2 separate regions of the Sus scrofa genome follow, and region 1 is linked to region 2. Evidence: chromatin contacts called from public HiChIP or PLAC-seq data. All regions are on one chromosome and are shown on one strand. Each heading gives the region's core, a stretch centred on a gene start, on an enhancer-like site or on the middle of the called end of the contact. The rest is flanking DNA. Distances are from core to core; before and after follow the strand shown. Region 1 holds the start of NDEL1 (nudE nuclear distribution E homolog (A. nidulans)-like 1). Region 2 holds the start of CTC1 (CST complex subunit CTC1).

The links. HiChIP or PLAC-seq counts read pairs in DNA pulled down with a chosen protein or histone mark.
Region 1: a contact with region 2 is called in an H3K27ac HiChIP or PLAC-seq map of alveolar macrophages. The contact joins the promoter of NDEL1 here to the promoter of CTC1 in region 2. A contact is called at or near these places in 2 of 47 Hi-C or Micro-C datasets (embryonic fibroblasts and epiblast stem cells) and 1 of 2 datasets of contacts at active chromatin or transcription factors (alveolar macrophages).

The regions. Positions count from the first base shown.
Region 1 is chr12:53,598,663-53,606,499 of Sscrofa11.1, reverse strand. It overlaps NDEL1 (nudE nuclear distribution E homolog (A. nidulans)-like 1), which reads right to left and starts at 4,667. Exons shown (of 9, transcript NM_001243862.1): 1 at 4,516-4,667.
Region 2 is chr12:53,452,721-53,459,993 of Sscrofa11.1, reverse strand. It overlaps CTC1 (CST complex subunit CTC1), which reads left to right and starts at 5,845. Exons shown (of 25, transcript XM_003358277.3): 1 at 5,845-5,946. The coding sequence starts at 5,914. It overlaps PFAS (phosphoribosylformylglycinamidine synthase), which reads right to left and starts at 1,593. Exons shown (of 33, transcript XM_003358276.4): 1 at 1,529-1,593. The coding sequence starts at 1,588.

The DNA of each region.
Region 1 (7,837 bases), core at 3,418-5,917, 150 kb before region 2:
AAGCTAGATCAATCTGAGGCTGTGTCGAAAGCACATCACTATTGCATCAATTTACAAAAAAAAAAAAGTGGAAACTCCAGATACCAAAACTCAATAGAAGAAAGTCCTGGCCCTTAGAAAAGACGTTTTTTAAAGATTTCAAGTTCAAAATTTTAATTTACTGATTTTATATTACTTCACACAACTGAGATAAGCTCCACAATTTTATAACTCTACGTCAATTTCCTATTTTTGGTCTTAAATTTACCACACATTTAGTGTGTTGTTCCCTTTTAAGCCTCTAGGATTCGGTGAACAAATCCATATTCTTCTACAGTCCCTTTCCATATTAAAGACTTGGTGATAAGAGCTTTCAGACTTGCTCTTCACAAAGTGAGTATTTCTTATCTGTTTAGCTTATATTCACTTAGCAGCCATCTCAGTCCCTTAAATATTTTTACTGTCATGCTTTGGCCCTTCTCCAGATAACATATATGCCTTTCTGGAGTTGAGTGACCGGTGCTACTTCAGTATTTCAACATTCTATTCACCCGATACTTTGCAACTTTCCAGCACTCCGTCCGTTACTTCGCAGCATTTGATGAGTCTGGCGCTGCTGTGGTCCGAGGGCCAGTGTGCTTCTGGGCCTTTGTAATGACTCCTAGATGTTTTGCACGCCATCAAAAAGTCATCTGAATGTACTGAATGTGGAACCAATCCTTCTGCACACAGAGTTAGGGTTGTTTTTATGCAAATGTTATCACTCACAGGCCCAGTTTGAAACCTTTCTGTGTTAGACTGGTTTTTTTCCTGTTCTAATTGATCCATTCATACAGTATCAGAGGACCTACAGCAGCTACTGCTTTGAAGAGTGCTTAGAGGAATCTCACTGTTTACACCTGCACAGCTGTGGGAGTACTATAAAGTACCCATTTGTCCCTGATTTCTGGTTCTTAAATAGGGCCATATTCTTAACACTACCAATTCTTCCATCATTGTCCCCTAGCAGCTCACGTTTTAAATAGCCATTCATGTGAAACTTCTTGAGACTCTATTTCTTGTATCCTTGTCTAACTACTTGGCTGAGTGTCAAGTAAGTCTAGCAAAACTTTTTTTTTTTTGCTTTTTAGGGCTGCACCTGCGACCTATGGAGGTTCCCAGGCTAGGGGTCTAATGGGAGCCACTGCTGCTGGCCAATTCCACAGCCATAGCAAGGCAGGATCCCAGCCATGTTTGCAACCTACACCACAGCTAACAGCAACACCAGATCCTTAACCCACTGAGCAAGGCCAGGGATTGAACCCACAACCTCATGGTTCCTAGTTGAATTTGTTTCCGCTGCTCCACAACGGGAACTCCTCTAGCAAAACTATTTTAATATGTATTTTCATTTCACACACTTCTCTGTTTTCTTGAATCTTATTTGAACTGAATATTGACTACAACTTTTCTAATAAAAAGACTACTTTTACAACTCACTTATTGGTCCGTCAAAGAGTATTATAACCTATGCCAGGAGCCTTTTACTAAAATGAACAACAGCTTTTCCAGAACAAACCAATTAAAAACACTTAATGGGGAACAAGTGGTCAGAGCAGCAAAGCGTAGCTGTTAAGAGCCCAGACCTGGAGCCAGACTGCCCAGGTCTGAATGAGAGTCCTCCACTAGCTGACCTTGGGCGAGTTAGCTAATCACTCAGTGACCCATTTCCTCGCCTACAAAATGGGGAAAATTATTAAAAACAGGGGTGTTTTGAAGACTGAGTTAGTATTTGCACGTACTTAGTACAGAGTCTAGCACACAGTAAACACAGCATAAATTTTATTATTTTAAAAAACTGTGGTTCAGTTGCTGACCTCTGAAGTACAACCACAAAATAAATGCGCTTCAGAATTTATAACAAATGACTCCTTAAAATTAATCACTTCTGGAAGCTATGTGCATATTTCAGTGATACCACCATTACTGAAAACATTTCTACAATCTCTTTAGAAATAGCCTTAATGAACTAGATTAAAAACTAAACAAAAAGCTCTTTCTTTGTGGTCCCACCTCGCTTCAACTGCTTCCTAATATCATCCAGCTTTATCACTCTAATCACGCTAATTTTATTCATCAGATTTATTCTTTCCAAAAATCAGATTTTTTTTTTTTTTTTTTACAGATAACAAAAATGTGCTGCCACTGCAGATATTCAAAAGATGTTCTCAGGGGCAATAAAGACAATCTGTTCATTTTGCTTCAAGTTACAGCAGGAGGATGTGTTCACTGTGTTATCTGAAACTTTGTAACTGGAGATATCAGGCTATAGAGAGTTGGCCAACACAGAAAACTACACTGCTAAAAACAAATAAATAAATAAATTAGCTTTAATGACACATCTATAATCTTGAAGCTGAAATGAGGGTAGATGATCATATACTCTTTGCCGATACCCAATCTTCCCTCAACGCCACGTCTCATGGATGGGGCGTCTCATGGATGGGGCGTGACCCCGAAACAACTCTTACCTGGGTCATTAGCATACGGTATATGACCTTCAGCTGTCTGGCAGCTGACAAATCAACTCATTACGGCATAAAACAGCCTTTCAAAATGCTGTATTTACAAAGAAACTATTCTTTGTGCAATGGTAAGAAAATTCATTTTATATGAACTGTCTCTTTGTTGATCGTTGCAGAATGGACTCCTGAGGCTGGAAAAGTTCTTCTGGAATTCACCGTAGATAATAAATACCTTTTTACGAAATTCTTCTACTTCTCCCAAAAGTAACAATTACAGAATTTCAAACTTTTCAAAGTTGAGCATAAATATGGTCTCCCTCTTGGTCCTGACTTATTTTTCTACCTTATAAAGAGCAAAAACTTATGTCAGAAGTAATTTTAAGCTTTAGTAACCAAATTTACCCCAGCATGACTTAACATGAAAATAAAAATAAGTGTTGGAGAGATCATGAAAGCAACATCTAAGTTTTTACTGAGGTTTCTACTTATTTTAAGCATTCCTCACCCAATTTCAATTTATTTAATTAAAAAAACCTAAACAGGGAATTCCAGAGCAGTAGCGTAGTTAGATTTGGGGCTTTCACCTGTGGCCTGGGGTCAATCCCTGGTCTGGGAACTGAGATCCCACATCAAGCCACTGCACACCACAGCCAAAAACAAAAAATTTACGCCAAAACAGGAAAAAAAAAAAAAGCTTCATAAGATTTAGCAACTTCTATCTGAATCAGGTCAATGTGAAACCAGGGCTGGCCAAAGGGGGGATTTTGTTCCTTATGACATCTGATTTTAAACAACTTAATAAAAATTCAGAGGAAATATTTTAGTTCCCTTTTATTCTCTTCAACACGACTTAATGCTGCATTTTACCCCCCCAACTTCATGACTTAGCAAAGCCATTACCCTCTTTCATAAACAAATTAAAAGCAACACAACTTATCAGACAAAATAATTAGCCAACCGTGGACAAGTTTCAGCGTAGGATTTTTCTTAAAACTGAGCAGCAATCCTCATCCTAGGTGGGTCTGCTGAAAAAAATTTGAATAAATCTTCTACTAGCTTCTGGTATAGTTCTGGCAAGTCAAATTTACTATTTTGCTCTCCAGCTGAGAAGGATGTAAAAATCTCACGGAAAGAAACCACAACTCCAGGCAGGGAGACGCAAATTCTGAACCAAGAGAAGCCTCTCACTGGTTGGTGGAATCCACAGAATAAATCACCAAAACCCCCACCCGACCTGGTCTCAATTTCTCTATGGGTAGAATCACAGACAACCACTAACGAGGTGATGAGGTTCAAAGCCGAGATAACAAGGGTGTTCTCAAACGTGTAAAGGCGCCTAGAGAAACGTAATGAAATTATCCGTGAAGCACCCTCAATTCCCAGGCAAACCTTAAAAGGGTCACTTCGTTGCTTACCAGCTAAAAAACAAAGGCGAGTACAAGCAACCCGAACCCGTTTGGTGACACTTTCCTGAACTCCGAGAGGGGTAATTAGCAGTTCGGAGCTGGCAATCACAGGAATGCCACCGGAGCTCAAGGTGGGCAGCTTCCGCTCTCGCCCCCCGTGGGAGAGAAGCAACGAGAATTCAGAATCCAACCTGGCTCCGAACCACCCTCCAGATGAAGGGATGCGGGATGGGGGCTGGGGAGGGGGAGGGCTGGGCGCGCCGCTGCCACCTCCAGCGGAGCCACCCCTTGCGCGACCAGCTTCCCGGCCCACGGTGCCACGTCCCGGCCTCCGTCCCCGCCATCCCTCACCCCACCCCCGGATGCGGGCACATCCTCCGGAGGCCGCCCGGCTCGCTCCCTTCCAGGCGCCCCAGGTGGGCCACACCTCGGACCAGGGCGGGGAGGGGGCAGTTAGAGCGGTTGAAACAGTTGGCCCCGGACTGGCCGCCCCAGAACCCGGGCCCGGCCCAGCCCGGCGGGGGCTCGGACACAGCCCCCGGGGCTGGCAGGCTCCGCGGGGACAGGCCTCGGCGCCGTCGGCCGGGTCCGGCGCCCTCGGGAGCGGCCCCGCACGGCAGGCTCACCTCCAATGTGTCAAAAGCGCATGTTCGCCACCGCTCGACCGACGTCTCCGCTCCGCTGGCCTGGCCAGGCCCGCCCAGCCGCTCGGCTCCGCTCCCCGCCGCAGTCCTGAGCTCCACTCCGCGCACCTCCGCGCCCGGCTCCTCCCCGACACGTCAGAGGCTGCCTGGGTGTCCGAGGCCATTCTGTGACGCACGGGGGCGGGGCCCGAGCATGCGCACGAGCGCGCGGGCGGCTAGGGCGGGGCTGTGGCAGGGATGGCGTCACACGGGGCCGGGCCGGGCCGGCGCGCTGACGTCAGGCTGGCGGAGGCCTTCTGCGCAGGCGCCCCGGGCCCGCGCGGCGTGCCGTTTACGACTTTCGCGGGTCCCCGGAAAGACTCTGCGTTCCGGAAAGTGGCACTACCGTAGATGAGAACCCGCCTCCCAGTTTTCATCCACCAAACCCTACAAGTGTCTGTTTCGGGGTTCCCGTTTGAAAGAAGAATCTCGGCTCAGATCTCACATCCGAGTCCACCCCGACCACCCAATACCGTACCAGGTGTATTCTAGCACCGTCACACTCTCACACGGAGCTATGTCGGTTTAAGGGCACGTCCACTAGCTGAAATTTTATGCTACTTCTTGTCTTCCTCCAGTAAGATGTAAGTTCCATGAGAACCGGAACCTCATTCCTTGCTTATCCCAGCAGATAGCTTGGTCCCAGGGTGGGTGCTCAGATATTTGTTGAATGAGTGAATGGATTCATTGAGGGCACCAAGGGAATATAAATATATCCATGTATATGTACATATGTGCGTACGTGTTTTCATCCCTTCAGGGCCCCCAACTAATGGAATCCATATATATGTACATCCCCTAGGAGACTTGGAGAAGAAGACTTGGGGGTGTGGAGGGAGAAGGTGGGGAGAGACTGGCTCAGAAAGGAGAGAAATGAAGGGCAGCTGATTAGTGTGTGGAAACTTGGAGAAAGAGAAGTGTTTTAAAAGCAATTTTAGGAACTTTGGACGTTTCACGTACCCTGTAATTCTCTTATGTCAGTGCTCTTGGGACTGGATTTGTGGGGCTTTTGGACACAATGATGTGTTGGTACGAGCCTCAAGGCATGGACATAAAGGGGAACAGCACAAAATGGATTCTAAGAGATGTCCAGTGAAAATCTGAAAAGTGATTTGGGGTGTTAGAAAGTATGGAACTTTGAGTTAGACTCTGAAGGAGAGCAGGTTGAACAGTTTACTTTTGCTGTGCCCTTTGTATGTACTGGCAGGTGTGCCAAAGGCTTTGTCTGCATAATTCAATTCTCACAATAACCCCATGAGATAGGTACTGTTATTATTCCCATTTTACCAATGAGGAAACCGAGACTAAGCGAGATGAAGTTGCCCAATGTCACTCAACTAGAAAAAGGAGTTTTCGGAGTTCCCTTCGTGGCTCAGTGGTTGACGAATCCGACTAGGAACCATGAGGTTGCGGGTTCAATCCCCAGCCTTGCTCAGTGAGTTAAGGATCTGGCGTTGCCGTGAGCTGTGGTGTAGGTCACAGACACAGCTCAGATCCCGCGTCTCTGTGGCTCTGGCGTAGGCCAGTGGCTACAGCTCCAATTCGACCCCTAGCCTGGGAATCTCCATATGCCGTGGGAGCAGCCCTCAAAAGGCAAAAAGACAAAAAAGAAAAGAAAAAGGAGTTCTCACAGTTCAAACGCACCTAGTCTGGACTGTCTAACTCCAGAAACCATACTACTAACCACTCCTGTACTGCCATTCAAGGAGGACTATTAATAAGGACCATTAATTGGGCCAGAGCAGTGCGCTAAGAGTTGTACATACACTTCCTCTCTCAGTCCTCACAGGCAGCTTGTGAGGCTGGAATTATTATCTCCATTTTATGTTTTGGAAAACTGAGGCCTAGGGGAGCTGGGGTTTAAACCCAAGCAGGTCTTGGAGTTCCCACTATGGCACAGTGGGTTAAGAACCCAAATGCAGCAGCGTGGGTCACTGTGGAGGGGCGGGTTCCATCCCTGGCCCAGCACAGTGGGTTAAGGATCTAGCACTGCCACAGCTGCAGCTCAGATTCAGTCCCTGGCCCGGGAACGTCCATAGGCTGCAGGTGCAGCCATTAAAAACAAAAAAAACAACAAAAAACCCAAGCAGGTCTTAGTCCAAGCCCAGTGACCTGAGAGCTCGTGGAAGCTGTTTCAGGCTCTGGGGCTCTGCTTTCCTGGCTGAAGCTGTGCTCTGGTGGATGAGATCACAGGCCGAGAGGTGATTAAGCAGGGCGGCCTTCCTGTGGACCTCGTGCCAAGATAGAACAGTCCCACCCCAAGAGGAAAAAATAAAAGCTGCAACTCTGATCCCTGTCTCCTGGCTGAAGTCCTGGGAAGCACACTGAGTCACCTAATGGCAGGCCACGCCCTCCAGAAAGTGTTGGCGTCATCTTCCAGGCCACCACCCCTCCCACACAGCCTGGACCCAGAACTTGCGTTTATCAGGCCTGGTGTGTTGGCCTCATCTTAATGAATGGGCTTTGCTTGGCAGGGTTCTCAGAAGTATCCAAGCCCCATACTGATCTCCTTTCTCTGTGTCTGTTGAGTTTTCTCCCAAGTAATAGCGACCTGTTCCCACTCCCCACTTGCAGTGTGTCCCTCCCGGGAAAATCAAGCGAAAATGAAGACAGAGGGCAGCCTCCAAGGGGAAAAGAGGTTAAAAAGTCAGCTTTGTGAAGGGTTGAGGATCTGGCATTGTCACTGTTGTGGCTCCAGTCACTGCTGGGGCACAGGTTCGATCTCTGTGGTTCCAGCCACAGGTGTAGCTCCCTCCCCAAAAGAGAAATCAGCTTTGTGAAGGTAGAAAGGTGAGTGAGGATTGCCCGACCCTGTCTATATAAACCACTCGGAAGGGGTTTGCTGAGCCATGGGTCCCCTTCCAAGGTCTTTCGTGGATCGAGCCACGGTGGTCAGGGTCGAAGTCTCTTGAGAGCATCACATCGTCCCTTCAGCAAACTCTGAGACTCAGGAAAGGAAGGCCAGGTTCCACCGCTGGGGGAGGGGGCTGAGCAGCTTCCTTGGGAGAGGTCCAAACACTGACACAGACGCTAGCTAATGAGAACGTGGACCCTGGCCACATCACTCATCAAAAGGGACACAGTGCCCACGGGTCTGCCGTGAAAACTCTTAAGGAGATGGGGCGTGTGTACCGTTGACTCAGAGGAGCGGACAACTCAAAGGCTGGATTCAATCTCATCGCTACATTTTGGGGGCCAAAATTTTCTAAGCCTCAGAGGCATAGATCAGGCAGGGCTGGCTGGTTGCTAACAGCTGCTGTCCGCC
Region 2 (7,273 bases), core at 4,596-7,095:
GTCCATGTCCTTTCCTCTCCGCTACCATCACTGTAGTTCAAGCCAGTATCAGTACTCACTTGGACTAATGCACCAGTAGCCCTCCTGACCAGTACCCCTGATTCTATTCCACTTGCCACAAGTTAGCATAAATGAGATCATAGCTTCTTATCACACCTGATGTAACATTTCAATTCAGTAACCTGTCATGTGATCTGGCCATTGCCTACCTCTCCGACCCAATCTCACGGCCCATCCTTCTCAGTCACAAAGCACCAACCACCCTGGCTTCTTTTCTATCATTCTGATTTGCCAAGCTCATTCCAAAAGGTATTTTTCTCACCCTGATATTTCCATGGCTACCTTTTGCTTGTTATTTAGATTTCAGGTACGTTCACCTTCTTGAAGAGAACTTCCTTGACTAAACACTCTATAGTGGCCACTATGACATGGCCTTATATTAATTTCCCAAACAGTATTTAAATTACTATCTGACATTTTATTGTTAGCTTTATTTTCCCCACTAGAACAGAATCTCCAAGTGGGCAGGAACCATGCTGTTTTTGGGTTACCAAGGCTCAGAACAATACCGGGGGCTGAAAAACCAAAAAATCTAAAACTTGTTGACTGACAAGTTTCAGGCCAAGCCTCATCTCAGCAACGGTGCTCCTGCCAGATCTTGATTTCCCTCTCAGCGGTCACCATCCCATGCTTATCACCCTTTTAAAAGTTAGGCGCCTCGCAGTTGTCCTCCATACCATAATTCCTTCACAGGAATTATTACATTCCAAAATCATTTTGTTTATTTATTTATTTTTGTCTTTTTAGAGCCGCACCCGCGGCATATGGAGGTTCCCAGTCTAGGGGTCTAATCAGAGCTATAGCTGCTGGCCTACACCACAGCTCAAGGCAACACCGGATCCTTAACTCACTGAGAGAGGCCAGGAATGGAACCCGCTACCTTGTGGTTCCCAGTCGGATTCGTTTCCGCAGTACTACGACGGGAACTCCCTCATTTTGTTCATTAAACCAGTCAATTTTCGTTTATCATTCCCAGTGGCATAGAAGCTCCAAGAGCACAATGACAGGATCTACATCAGGGCTGTCTCCCCAACTACTAGCATGGTGCCTTACACAGAATAGGCGGGCGACAGATCCCCCCCACCCTGGAAAGTTCCCGGGCAAGGGATCGAACCCGCCCAACAGCAGCGACCCAAGCCACTGCAGACAACGCCGGATTCTTAACTCGCTGAGTCACACGGGAACTCCAGCCAACAGACACACTTTGAATACAGGAAACGGGATGAGAAGCACTTTTAGTGTCCAGGACTCAAATGATTAGAGGACGGTTAAGTTTATGTGGGGTCTCCCCTGCCCGACGTCCAACAAACGCGAAAGGACACATGCACTACGGAAGGCACGCAGGTCCCCGCTGGGCGCAGCTCTGCCTGGTGGGGATCCTGCAGCGGCCGGGTTGAGGCTTGGGGTGGATGGCTACAGAGTGCAGCATGCAAGGGCATTCGGGTGAGCGCGCGCAAGCCATACGCACGTGGCAACAGCTCTCGCAGTCCCTGAGCTCCTCGAATCCTGGCGCGCTGGGCAACGTCATCAGCGTGCGCCGTGGGAAGAGGCGGAGGTTAAGGACATCCCTCCCCTTCCTACCGGCCAGTGGCGAGGCTGCTTCCCTGCTCCCACCTCGGCCTTTAGAGAACGTGGGATTATCCCACAGATCTGTTCCTTGTGCCCGCTTCACTTGTCCGGTGCAAACTGTGAAGGAGACATACTTTAAATGCAGGAAACGGCATGAGAAGCACTTTTAGTGTCCAGAACTCAGTTTCCCTCCCGCTGCTGCCTTGGCTTTCTTGTACTTTTGTCTTTTCTGAATGAACTCATTTATTTAACTCTTAGCTTTTTTTTTTTTTTTTTTTTTTTTTTTGCTTCGTAGGGCCAGGGGTGCGGCATATGGAGGTTCCAGGCTAGGGGTCGAATCAGAGCTACAGCTGCTGGCCTACACCACAGCCACAGCAACACGGGATTCTATCCGCGTCTATGACCTACACAACAGCTCACAGCAACAACAGATCCTTAACTCATTGAGTGGGGCTAGGGATCGAATCTGCCATCTCAAGGTTCCTAGCCGGATTCCTTTCCGCTGAGCCACTATGGGAACTCTAGCATATATTCTTAACCTCCATGTTCTGGCTGGTTACAGTAACAGTAATAATGAGCAAAGTATTTATTGAACGCCCATTAAGACACTTCACCTGTTCTCAGTTGATCGTCACAAAAACCCCATTTTACAGATGTGGAAGCTGAGGCTCAATGCAATGACTCCTTAGTTTTTTAACTCAAAAACTTAGAACTTTATACCTACTGGGGTTTTGTGTGTTTTTTGCACACTTTTTTTTTTTTTCCAGTCTTTTTAGGGCTGCACACGAGGCACATGGAGGTTCCCAGGCTGGGGGTCGAATTGGAGCTGTAGCTGCTGGCCCACACCACAACCATAGCAACTCGGGATCCGAGTCTAGTCTGTGACCTACACCACAGCTCGCTGCAACACCGCATCCTTAACCCCCTGAGTGAGGCCAGGGATGGAACCTGAGTCCCCATGGATGCTAGTCAGGCTTGGTAACTGCCAAGCCAGGACAGGAATGCCCACACACTTTTTCAACCCATAGTATATACACGTTACTCAGGATCCTATCAGAACACAGGTGGAACACTCCAAGTTTAATCAATAAGAATGTAACTGCCCAGGTAAAGAGATATGGGCAGGTTTAAGGAAACCAGCAAAGTACGGTGGGCCAGTGGCAGCCTGGCAACAGCAAAAAGTGGTTGCCACCTTCAGGCCTGAAGGGACAAAGGGAGAAATGGTGTTGTCAGCTAGAAGAGAGATGGAGCCATGGAAGAAGGGCATTCAACAGACGAAGGAAGTCACTGCCATAAGCACAGTGTTGAGGGAGAAGCATACTGGGTTATCTCTCCTTCAGTACTGAGTCCCTGAACTAAATGTCTCCCACTAGCCAAACCTAATCAGAAGCCTGAAGGCAAGAAACCTGGAGTGAGTGGTGTGCCAGGGTGAGCAGAGGACCTAGCCCAGGGGTCTTTTTAAAGAATCAAGCAACAGAGACAGTCAGAGGAAAAAGTGAAAGTCTTTATCTTCACCCCCTCCCACATTCCAGTCCCCTCCCAGTTCCAGGGCCAACTCTAGGGTAAGAGACTTAAAGATGCAACATTTGATGGATTTAGGTGCCTCACTTGCCTCACCCTAACTCCAGCCCTGCCCGGGACATGACAGTTTTTACCTGTTTAGTAGGTAAAGAGTCCAGGCTGTACCCTCTGGCTCTCTTCTAACAGAGGCCACTTGTTGATTCTTGGAATCTGAGCATTCCAGGCTTCTTTCCCTTCTGACACTCCCTGGTTGCATCTCATGCCTGTCTTCCAGCTCCATCTGGGAGACTTAGTTGCACAGCTCTGACTGGTCCTGTCTCCTCCACATTCTAATCCTCCCAGGGTAACACAACATTTCAGCTTTCACTTCACATGATGACTTCTAGATTCATTTGTTTGGCTCTGATCCTTCTCCTGACTTGGGTCCCATATCTCCAGCTATCTGCTGAGCAAGCATAGCCTGTTCAAGATCTCTGGGCCTGAGACAGCTCCCAGTCCTCCATATTCTCTCCTTCTGTAACAGATTTTGTGGCCCTCTCACTTGATCCTGTATGCTGCTGCAGATTAAGCTGCTAACTTGACCTTTTTAGGGCTACAGGCACAGCATGTGGAGGTTCCCAGGAGAGGGTCAAATTGGAGCTGCAGCGGCCAGCCCACACCACAGATGCAGCAAAGCAGGCAATGCCGGATCCTTAACCCACTTAACAGGGCCAGGGTTCAAAGCATGCTAATCTGGTTTGTTACCGCTGAGCCACAAGGGGAACTCTGCTAACTTGGCATTTAAATCACACCAATAAATGTGGTGGTTGATCCAGTTCATCTTTCTTGGATCACTGTAGCTCAAGCTCAGTTCTCCTCCAGTGAACTATCAGAAGTAAATCCCAGGATATAGGGCACATCTTCGTGGACTTGGTAAATAGAGGGGAGTCTTCTAGAGTTGAGAAATTTTGAATGCAAAAGGAATGATTAGGTTTGGACCTTTGACTAGGCTCTGATTTGTGTTTAAAAAGGGAGAGAGTGCAGCTGGAGTGAGGGAGAGCTTTCAGCCTCCCTGGGGGAAAGCTCTTGTTGTTGTTTTGGTAAAAAGAAAAGGAACATATCGCTGATGTCATAATGGGAAATAATAGCAAAGAAAGATTTTTCCTTATAAATAACTTGGTACCACAGTGCATAATTGGTTCATGCAATAAGGAACAGATGCTCATCAAATGAAGTTGAATTAGGGAATACTATAACTTGTAGAATTAAAGTATTTATTTTTCTGTTATGACCAGAGCATTCTTATTGTCTCAAATGTTTATACTTACTATATTCATTTGTTTTTGGTCTTTTTAGGGCTGAACCCACGGCATATGGAGGTTCCCAGGCTAGGGGTCTAATCAGAGCTGTAGCTGCTGGCCTGTGTTTGGACCTGCCCTTTGGAACCTGGGAAGGTCTTGCAGGCTGAAGCTTATTTCCTAAAAACAAGAAATGGGGGACACAGAAAGGCCTGTGCCCAGTAGCCCCATAGGGCCCAGCTTGGTTTCAAAAATACAAAGAAAAATTAGAGCTCTCATTGTGGCTCAAGGGCAACAAATCTAACTATGATCCTCAATCCCTGGCCAGGGATTGAAGGATCCAGCATTACCGTGAGCTGTGGTGTACATTGCAGGCAAGGCTCCCACCTGGTGTTGCTGTGGCTGTGGCTGTGGCATAGGCCCCGCAGCTACAGCTCCAATTTGACCCCTAGCCTGGGAACTTCCATATGCTGCAGGTGTGGCCCTTAAAAAAAAAAAAAAGGAAAGAAAAAAGAAAAATTGAATAGGACAAAGCTCCTAAGTATTCAGTCAACTGGGAGAGACAGTTAAATAACTACAGCAATGAGTTAAGGGCACAGGCAAGTATGATGATGTGCTCTGGCTGCTTTAAGGAGGAAACATTTCTCTCTGCTTGGCGGATCAAGAGATGGGAGGATACTTAGGAGTCACCCGCCAGGCCAGCTTTGTTTGAGTTCCTGAGCTCCCTCATTCTGTTGCTGAATTGAAACACACAGAGTTTCAGCTAAAGGAGAAAAAGATAGTTTTATTGCTTTGCCAGGCAAAGGGGGCCACAGCAGGCTAAAGCCTTAAAGACTGTACCCCCTCTGGAAGGGGTTAAGAGGTGGTTTTAGAGTTTGAGGAGTGGAATAAGGATCAGGGCCACAGATAAGGATCACAGTAGAGGCAAGCCTGCATTGTTTCTCAAAGCTGCTGTTTAGTGGCCCCAGAACTGGTTCTGGTGGTCCTTCTTCCCAGAATAAAGACTGTTTCATCAAGTAGTTCTTCCATTTGTTGCTGGTGTTTGTTCTACAGAAAGGCTCAAAGATACTGTTATGTATATTCCTCCAAGAGGAACCAGGACCCTGCCCCAAGGCTACACTTCTCCTTCTGGGTCTCTGCAACCCCTCCCTTCCCTGATTACAACTGCCCTTTGGAACTCAGGGAGAGTCGTGGAGGCTGAGGCTTACTCCCTAAAAACAAGAAATGGAGCCCACAGAAAGGCTTAGGTGCCTAGGAGCCCCACAGGGCACTAGCTCGGTCCCAATCCCAGGGATGCCAAATAAGATGTCACTAGAGAAAATGTCAGGGCTGCCAGCACTGCGGACAGAGGCGGGAGTAGAGACGGACTGACGCAGAATGGGGAGGAGTCGGAGGTGGAGCCAGCGACGCGCCCGCCGATGACGTCACGTCCCAGCCCTCCCCAAGCTCTGGGCGCGCTTTTCGGAGGCGGGATCTCGGGCGTGTCATGGCGGCCTGCCGGCCTGAGGCGCCTGGCTGCGTGAGTTCTCCTCACCGTCCCGTTCCCTCGTCCCTTTTTATCTTGTCTGTCCCAGCTTTTCTTTCTTCTCGTACAACCCGCATCTCGCCTCTTTGCCTCTCTGGCTTCGCCGGCTGCGGCCGGGTGAGGGGGTCTGTGAGGCGGTTCGTGCCGCCCCTCCCACTGATTCTGCGAATGTTTTCAGTCCGAGACGCCTGCGGCGGCGGCTGTGAACCCTAAACAGGTCTCTGCCCACTGGTTGGGCTTCAAGCCCAGGAGAAAGCCAGGAGCAGACTAACGGCAAACTGTGGCGCTTTGAGTTCCTGGGGGAGATCCCTGACGCAGCTGTAGGGGAAGGGTGACCGATAATCCCGAAAAGCTTCCGAGGCTCCAAGTGCGTGCAGGAGCCAGCAAAGCGAGAGAGAGAAAAAAAAGGCTGTAAAAGAAGTTTCAAGGCCGGGCAAAAACATGTTCAAAGGCAAGAGATAGAGAACGTGTCTTTGAAAAACTGAAAAAGGTCAACTGGATGATGGTGGAGGTGGCAGAGCTGACTGACGGTCTCTCTCTTTTTTTATTTTTCCCCCTGGAAATGACAGTCATGTATCTTGTAAGTCTAGGTACGTCGTGACTTCAGCTGAGGATAATTGGGAATTAATTGAAGGGTTTTAAGCAGAAGAGTGATTGGATGAGATTTGTTTTCATTTCCTGAGGTAGCAATGTAGCGAGTGGACTAGAGAGTCCGTTAGAAAAGGCCGTGGTTTTAAATTTGATAAGAGGTGATACTGACCCCGACCATGGCAGCAACGTTGAGGTTCCAGAGGTGAGGACAGAGTAAAAAGATAATTAGGAGATGGAATCGAAATTAAGTAAAGTCTGCGGATTAATACTGAGTATAGGCTGAAGTTTGAGAACACTGTACACTTTCTTTTCAACCCCATCCCACTAGTTGGTTTTAAGAGCCAGTGAGGCTGATTTTTCCTAAATCTCTACTTTAGCTGAGAGGCTCTCCTGAGCTCTAGTTAGATCCATCTGCCTATCAGATTCTCCACCTGCTAACCTACAGGCACCACACAGGCCCAATACTGAACTTTTCACAAAATCTACCCCTCTTCTAATGTTCATTAACTTAGCAAATAGTATCCTCAACCAAATTGTGCTACCCTGAAATGTGGATGTCCTCTTTAGCTTCATCTTTTCCTACAAGATCCAAGTTCAGTATGCACTCTGGCACCAACTCCCACCCACCCCTTAACGCCTGGGCCTGGATTCTGATTCAATAGATGGGATCACCTAAAAATCAGCTGCATTTTAACAAAACTTTGGTGAGTTTAAGGCAGTGATACCACGT